2 separate regions of the Danio rerio genome follow, and region 1 is linked to region 2. Evidence: chromatin contacts called from public Hi-C data. All regions are on one chromosome and are shown on one strand. The core of a region is the stretch at or near the end of the contact, and the rest is flanking DNA. Distances in the headings are between cores, read along the strand shown. Region 1 holds the start of sts (steroid sulfatase (microsomal), isozyme S). Region 2 holds the start of inab (internexin neuronal intermediate filament protein, alpha b).

Region 1 (4,335 bases), core at 758-3,257, 180 kb after region 2:
GAAACACAAAAATTAGAGAATATCATACCTTACGTTGCAACACAAAATAAAAATAACTGAAAAAACTGAACACGTATGATTACAGAATAAAGGTTCAAGTATGTACTAGGTGGACAATTCATTAACCAATGAGCAATGTATATAGCATATAGTATATAGCAATATAGCATGTGAGATACGTTAGAAAACATCAATGATGAGTTAATAATACATATCATGCACACTATATTCCTTTCATCTAATCAAAATAGCTGTTGGAAGAAATTAAAGTGCCACTATTAGACATCATCTTTTCCCCATACCTAAAATGTGTTGATCATTGTATTCTAGGAGTAGCTCTCCATGCATTTTCTTGAATAAAAGTATCCAACGACATCTTTAGCTCTCTGTGCGGTTGCGTTGAATAGTTTCTTTAGACTGCACCTCATGTAAGAGTATTTAGCATTATTGTTTTACCAAATGATCCCCAGCGGTCATTGTCTGTGAGATGCATGAGGCCCATGAAGGGAACACTTAACTTTAAGACACAGTAATGTTGTAAAACAATGTAATGTATGGTATCAACAAACTGCTCATGCACTTGTGTAAGGAAGCAAGCTATGGGAGGGGTGTTTTATAACTAGCATACACAATTAATCAGGGATTCATGTCAGACGGTAAAGGCAGCTGGCACGTTTATGGCCATAAGCCAGATTTGCATACAATCAAACCTGCGGAAATGGCCCTGGATGGGGTTTATGCTGTTTAGCATAGTTAGCGTTTCCATTTTGATGTACTATAGTGTGAAATGTGCTCCAATTCAACTGTTGGCAAGCATCTCACAGTGTAGTCTGAGCGTTTGAGCATGAAAATTAGCCAGCGACCCTCAGATGCTCCTGTGGCCTCCAAGTTTAACAGAAGAGTAATGCAGTTAATAAGACTGGATACTGCAGAATAAACGTTATTCTAAAATACGTGGGTGGGTGGATCTAGTCAATTTAATGGAAAAATACCACAGAGATAATGTGGAAAGAGAATGAATGAGAGCAAAAGAGCAGAACTGAGTAATATTAACTTAAATAAAAGTAATTAAAATAATATTTTGGGTGTATGGCTTTGCATACTTCACCATAAAATAAAAGTTGAGTTAACTTACATCCTTATCTATTTCAAAGATGCATGACTTTAATTGTTGGTGGAAAATGAAAGCAATAAACTGTTTTTTGGTGGCTCAAAATATAATATTTTAAATAATAATTACTTATCTACAACATTACTAATTTATTATTATTTAATATGATAGTACAATAGTAATTATGTCACAGGAACTGCTATAGCTAAGTTACCAGAAGAACAACTCCATGCTGCTTTTTGTATGAACTAGATCTGTGAATTGATATTGCATACTCTGCTCTTAGCCTAATATATATATATATATATATATATATATATATATATATATATATATATATATATATATATATATATATATATATATATATCAAATAAAAAATTGCACACAATGATGGAGACAAATCTCAAAGAGCAAATTCAGAGTGTGGGGTTTAAAAGTTAAAACTTAAATAAAAATTGTATGTTAATATGCAGCTAAATTGTTGGTTGTAAATGTTGTTTTGACGAGCTCATGGCATTGTCTGTCTCAAAACTGCTGTAGACAAAGACTATACACTATAATAATACTACATAGAGAACGGCTGCCTTATGTAATCAAGAGGTGGCGCTGTTTCCCTGAAAACCAACAATTTTAAACTCAGCGTGTGGGCTGCAGGCAAACTTACACAAAGGAGAAAGTCTCAAGTTAGCAGAGACCTCTTCATTGGAGAGAATAGGCTTCGTGAAAATGCACTTTTTACTATTTAGAGCAGACTCGTTTTGTATATTTCCGGGGATGATTGCGTCTAGAAAAAAAGGTATTTTGTCTGTTGACCAATCAATCTAACGTGCGTGAAGCACGTGGTTTTATCGCGCTCAACTTCCTTATATCATCAACCTGAATGTTTACTCTACACTAGACTAGAGCATGTTGAGCATTAACTGACATCTGCGGATAGATTTACGTTTCTGACAAGCCTAAGTGATCTATCCCGTCCAGGGTGCAGGTAGGCATTCGTAATAGTTCAGCTTTTAAATATTTATATATTCAAAAACGGGGTGATACATTGAATGTTATTGCGTGGAAGAGCGACCATTGCACTACAGTACACTAGTTTGATAGGCACAATACTGTACAAGGTTTTCAGAGCCTTCACCAGAGTTACTGTTTATACATCATTTTCGATAATTTCCATAATTTATTTATTTATTTTTTTTGCTAATCAAAACAAATCAAATAAAATAAAATATGAAATAAAAAAATGAAAACAAAGTAAAAATATTTGAAAAATCACATAAAATAAAAACAGGTAACACTAACATTTTTGAATAGTATAATTTAAACATAAATTAACAAATTAGTTAAAAAAATTCAGTGCTGGTTGAAAATATATAATACGTGACACTGGACAACAAAACTAGTCAGGTGTCATTTTTTTTGGAAATTTAGATTCATACATCACTGTAAGCATAACAAATACATTTCTAGCCTAATTGATGTAAGGTTTGTGTTATGGTAGGACAACTTTTTGAAAATCTGGAATCTGAGGGCTAAAAAAAATTTTGAGAATTAAGTTAAGAATTAAATTAACAAAAATGCTAATTATATGTATAATAATTTGTTATATAAGTTTTTAATATTTGCAGTTGGACATGTACAAAATTTCCGCATAGAATATTATATTTACTTAATATTGTAATTATTTTTGCCTTAAAAGGAACATTTTGACCCATTCATTTCCACATATACCTGTGCAACATAAGATTGTTTTCGTGATCCACAGTCACATATCAAATGAAACGTTAATACAAAACAATAGTGAACAAAACAAATGCGATTGTTGGCTAATTAAAATAAATTAAATAAAAGTTCAAATGGTATAATTACTTAAACTAATAATTAAACTAATATGAAATGAAAATAAGTTTTTGTGGGGGAAAACAAAGATGATGAAAACAAGTAACACAGTTATTACTTTATTTAAAGTAAAACATTTAATTAATTTAAAAAAATAAATGTAAGTTAAAAATGTGGAAAACAAAAATGAAAGCTAATGCAATTTGTCATTAAAGCACCCAGTGAGTTTTCACTGGTGATTAAATGACTGTTGACAGTTTACCTTTTTGACCCCTCTCTCTCTCTCTCTCTCTCTCTCTCTCTCTCTCTCTCTCTCTCTCTCTCTCTCTCTCTCTCTCTCTCTCCCCCTCTCTCTCTCTCTCTCTCTCTCTCTCTCTGTGTGTGTGTGTGTGTGTGTGTGTGTGTATATATATATACCCATGGTTTTTTTTTTTCAGTTTAAATGTTGAAGGACACCACATGTTCTTTGTCCATCTATTTTTCGTTTTTATTGCCTTCTTTCACTTTCAGGCTGTACAATGAAATCCTTTCAATGGATTCCCTGCACTTTCTGTCTGCTGCTCTATACTGCTGATGCCGGCAGTGGTACAAAACCTAATTTTGTCTTTATGATGGTGGACGATTTAGGAATTGGAGACCTTGGATGCTATGGAAACACAACTCTCAGGTTTATTCATTAAAATACAAACAAAATATCAATTAATTTCCTTTTTAACTTTTTATTTCTTATTCTGAGGCCTGACAGAAAATCCACATGACTGCTTATAGCCAGCAGTATGTGTTCATCATGTGAAATAATGTACAGTAAGGCCCTCAGTGTCAGTTAGATCCCAGAGCATTAAATGTTGCTGTGTAAGATTGATTTAAGATCAGTGGATTTGATATGGAAGGGATTTTCCTTTTGCTTGGTTCATATAAGGCTATGTTTTAAAGATGAAAAAAGATATATAACATAGAGGAATAGACTTTTATCTCACAGGCACAATGAGGTTTTGTTTTGTTGTTGTCCTGACCTGCAGGACGCCCAACATTGACAGACTGGCTCTGGAAGGGGTGAAACTGACCCAACACATTGCTGCTGCGCCACTCTGCACTCCCAGCAGGGCAGCCTTTCTCACAGGCAGATATCCCGTCCGATCAGGTAATTTGTTTAACACTGTTGAGATTTGTGTTTCTAAACATTATTGTTTATATGAGCAATTCCTTTTTAAATGGCAAAACAAAAACAGCATAATAGCAATATTATATAAAGTTATACTGTAAAAATGATGGCAATTTTAATAGAGACAGATTTTTAACAGAGAAAAGCATTAGTCAATAGAATAAATTTAAAATATTTTAAAGGAAAATAGTCAATAGAATTTTCATAAACATAAAATAGTGTT
Region 2 (4,223 bases), core at 1,588-4,087:
AAACACATCTGTTTAGCTGTGCCTTTACTGTATGAGTACTGTGCTACGTCCGTCAGATCGCACTATTATGTTTTTTCGTTTTCTTTTTTATTCTTTTATAACCTATTTTAACACATTTTAAATTGTTTTTATCTGTTTTTAATCATTTTTATTGTCTGCATTTTATGTCCTAAACGTGTCTTTTTTATTCCTGTTTATGTAAAGCACTTTGAATTGCCACTGTGTATGAAATGTGCTATATAAATAAACTTGCCTTGCCTTGCCTTGCCTTAAAAATGCGGAAAAAAAGTGAAGCGATATGAAAACTTTCCGGATGCACGGTAACATTTTTTTAGGGGATATTTAGAGAAAAAAAAATCGTTTAGCTTCTAGACATTTTAATATGAGATATTTTAGACTTCATGAAAACAGCTAAACTGCCCCATCATACTCTACTGTGAATGCATACCCTAATGAAAATAAGTGTACTTCAAGTAAATTTTTAAAAAATATATTTATTAGTACTGCCCATTGTAGTTTATTTTATTAGATTAGCTCCAAATATGGCTTCAATACTGACTAATCTAATGTATATGCAGAAATACAATATTGTAAAGCATTCTATAGAAAATTATAATTTAAAAGAGAGATTTGTGACAGAGGTACTCTGAGCACTGTAGAAATGCTGAGCACTGTAAATCTACTTTTTAATTGTATTATTTTATAGATTTACATAAAACAGAAAAATAAACAACAACAGTAAAAAAAATAATAAAAAGAGAAATATCTCTAAAACTACTCTTTTCTTCAGCACATCCCACAGGCTTTCAATTCGGTTGAGATCTGGAGATGGATAGGCCATGTGAGGATCTTGATTTTGTGTCTTGATTTTGTTGATTTTGTGTTTACTGTAGATTTTACCACATGTATTAGATTAGTATTGTGCTGAAAGACCCAGCGATGACCCATCTTCAGCGTTCTGGCATCAGGTTTTGATTAAAAAAAAATGTCCAGGTGATGCCTTACACCCTAACATGGTTCTTTGGAAGAGAAACAGACCCACAACATCACAGATCCTCTACCATACTTCACATAGTGATAAAAGTTAGTTTGTCTGTTTGTTTTTGCATGCACATCTTTTGTTTTTTACAAGACCCACTTAACTTAGTCCCATCTTACCAAAGCACACGGTTCTACAAACTCCAGTTGTTTATGTTTGCCTACCTCTTAAACAGCTTGTTGGCTTGTAGATAGCATCTGATGGTTGTCATGGAGACTTTTTTAGAATGTGTTGCACGAACCAAAATTGGATATGTGTTTACTTTGAAAAATAAATAAATAAAATAAATAAATAAATAAAATTAAAATTAAATTAAATAAATTAAATAAATTAAATAAATTAAATAAATAAAATAAAATTAAATTAAATTAAAATTAAATTAATTAAATACAATTAAATAAGTTAAAGTAAAATTAATCAGTAAAATCATGAGGAACACATTTTATAATGTTTGCTGTATTGTCTGCATTGAAATACAAGTCTTTTTTTATATGATATGATAATTATATTATCATATCAAATTATATTACAAAAAAAATCTGCCCCAATAACACTAAACTAATAACATTCAACAAGGCAATACATGAACAGTTTGCCAAACTTCTCATTGTTTGTTACAATAGATTGATTGCTTCAGTTGTTAAATCGCTTTGGATAAAATCAGATGCTAAATGTTGTCTCTATGCTTTCAATCTGCCAACAGATGGCAGCCTTGGATAACTACTCGTAGACGAAAGACAACCTCTTTTGTGTCGCCCAAAGACTTGAAACTTTTTAGTAGGTTCCAGTTTAATCAATTATTATGTTTTTATATTCACAATATACAAAATATATTTATTGGTAAAAATCTAACTTTTTCAACAACGTTGAGACTGAAAAAGGTTAAGCCATAGTTTTATTAGTCTTGAATTTTTGTTTGGTGTGAAACAAACAAAAGTAAACCATTACTTCTATAAAAACTGAACATATAAGTAATAAATAACTGTACGGTTGTAAAATTGCTTTAAATAAAGTACACAAAGTTTGCTTCATGTTTTTAAAATATATTTACCTACAAGTCAAACAAATTTATTGCGTAAACTATTACTTTATATTTTTACAGAGAAAAAGACATTCCCAGAATCATGTGCAACGACCATTGCACCACTGATTAAAGTTGAACTAAATGATCTCGTCGTTGAATTAGGAATGAATGCAGCCAGGGGCCTAGGCAAAATTAGTTTTAATGCTAGCCCATTTTCTGACTGTTAATGCCCCCATGGCTCCTCAACATTACATAATGCATTATTATTATTATTATTATTATTATTATTATTATTATTATTATTATTATTATTGTTATTATTAATATTATTATTATATTTATATATATATAATATAATATAATATAATATCCTTATCTTTGGATTTATCACAATGTTACAATATTGTTGGGTGTGTTTTGGATAGATGTCATTTTTTAGAGATTAAGCAATATATAGGTATTCTTCAGATGTGCCATGAGTGTGATTAACGTAGGTATTTTGCTGACATCAGCACTGCGCCAAAATGGACAGTTCCATCCGCCCGCTGCTATCGAGTTTCCAGCCTGAAGGATTGTGTGAACATCCTCAATAGACAGAAATCATTATTTGCCCCTTTAAAGTTAAAATAACCCATAGATCAGCTTATTCGTCACATTTCTTTGGGCTCTGTCCACCTAAAACATCTGCAGTGAGGAAGGTTGATGCGAGGAGAAGCGTGGCTAAATTATTGATTGGGACGGTCCTGCTATAAAAGGAGACGCCGCCGGAGTTCTGCTCCTTATCGTCAAACGCCAAGATGAGCTACGGATCCGACATCTACTCTGCCTCTTCCTACCGGAAGATCTTCGGAGATTCCACCCGTTTCTCAGCCTCTCCATCCCGGCTGAGCAGCTCCCGGAGCGGGTTTAAATCCCAGTCTGTGAACCGCCCCAACATCCCAAGCTCCTACAAGCGCTCCACCCGATCTGGCTTCCCGTCTTCTTCTCTGGACAGCTTCGATTTCACCCAGAGTACCGTGCTTAACAATGAGTTTAAAATCATCCGCACCAATGAGAAGGAGCAGATGCAAGGGCTCAACGACCGTTTCGCGATGTTCATTGAGAAAGTTCGCAATCTGGAGCAGCACAATAAAGTGCTGGAAACCGAACTCGTGACTCTGCGCCAGCGCCAGACAGAACCGTCCCGTCTGGCCGAACTTTACCAGCAGGAGATCCGCGAGCTGCGCTCCCAACTCGAGGAACTCAACGCCGAGAAGAACCAGATGATGTTCGAGCGCGACAGTATCGAGGAAGACCTACAGAAACTTCACGAGAAGTTTGAGGAAGAGATGAGAATGCGCGAGGAGGCCGAGCAAACCCTGAGAGCTTTCAAGAAGGACGTGGACAACGCCTCCATGGTGCGTCTAGACCTGGAGAAAAAGGTCGAATCCCTTCTGGATGAAATCAACTTTTTAAGGAAGGTGCACGAGGAGGAGGTGGCCGAGCTCATGAACATGATCCAGGCTAGCCAGGTGTCCGTGGAGATGGAAGTGGCCAAACCCGACCTCACCTCCGCCCTAAAGGATATTCGCGGCCAGTATGAAGCAATGGCGAGCAAGAACTTGCAGTCGGCTGAAGAGTGGTACAAGTCCAAGTTCGCCGACCTTAGCGAACAGGCCAACAAGAGCAACGAGGTCATTCGCGCTAGCAGGGAGGAGCTCAACGAGTTCAGGAGGCAGCTGCAGTCCAAGACCATCGAGATCGAGAGTCTGAGGGGTACAAATGAATCTCTTGAAAGGCAGATTCATGAGATGGAGGACAGGCACAACGCCGAGATCATGGGCTACCAGGTTGGTTTTCCAGTTTTCATTTCGCACTTGTTCAACAGAGTTAAAGGATGATGTCATTTCAGTAAAGAATTTCTCTGTTTTATTTATTTCATTAAAAATTGTGAACATGTTTTCTTAAAACAATCATTTGATATAATTGTATCCCCAGTTATATCATTAGGTAATCACCGGTAGATACTTGCGCTCCAGTTATTCAGACAGCAGACAAAAGGTGTCTGTGAAATGGGCGTGACCGCACTGACTAAATGTTACTGCTTCTCTGTCCATGGTGCTAAAACTAAGCTACTTCAAACTAAATCTAAGTTTAAAAAAGAGACATTTATAATTAAAC

The links. A called contact is a pair of places that touch in the nucleus more often than the background predicts.
Region 1: a Hi-C map of hematopoietic stem cells shows a contact between it and region 2, with 1.9 times the contacts expected there. The contact joins the promoter of sts here to the promoter of inab in region 2. A contact is called at or near these places in 2 of 18 Hi-C or Micro-C datasets (hematopoietic stem cells and an unstated tissue) and 1 of 4 datasets of contacts at active chromatin or transcription factors (embryo).

Annotation. Positions count from the first base shown.
Region 1 is chr1:35,613,805-35,618,139 of GRCz12tu, forward strand. sts (steroid sulfatase (microsomal), isozyme S) reads left to right here and starts at 2,008. Exons shown (of 10, transcript XR_012407024.1): 1 at 2,008-2,099; 2 at 3,461-3,617; 3 at 3,970-4,091. The region is part of intron 1 of LOC141385860; the gene reads right to left.
Region 2 is chr1:35,432,725-35,436,947 of GRCz12tu, forward strand. It overlaps inab (internexin neuronal intermediate filament protein, alpha b), which reads left to right and starts at 2,838. Exons shown (of 3, transcript NM_131032.2): 1 at 2,838-3,892. The coding sequence starts at 2,861. All of the region lies in intron 1 of LOC141385860, which reads right to left.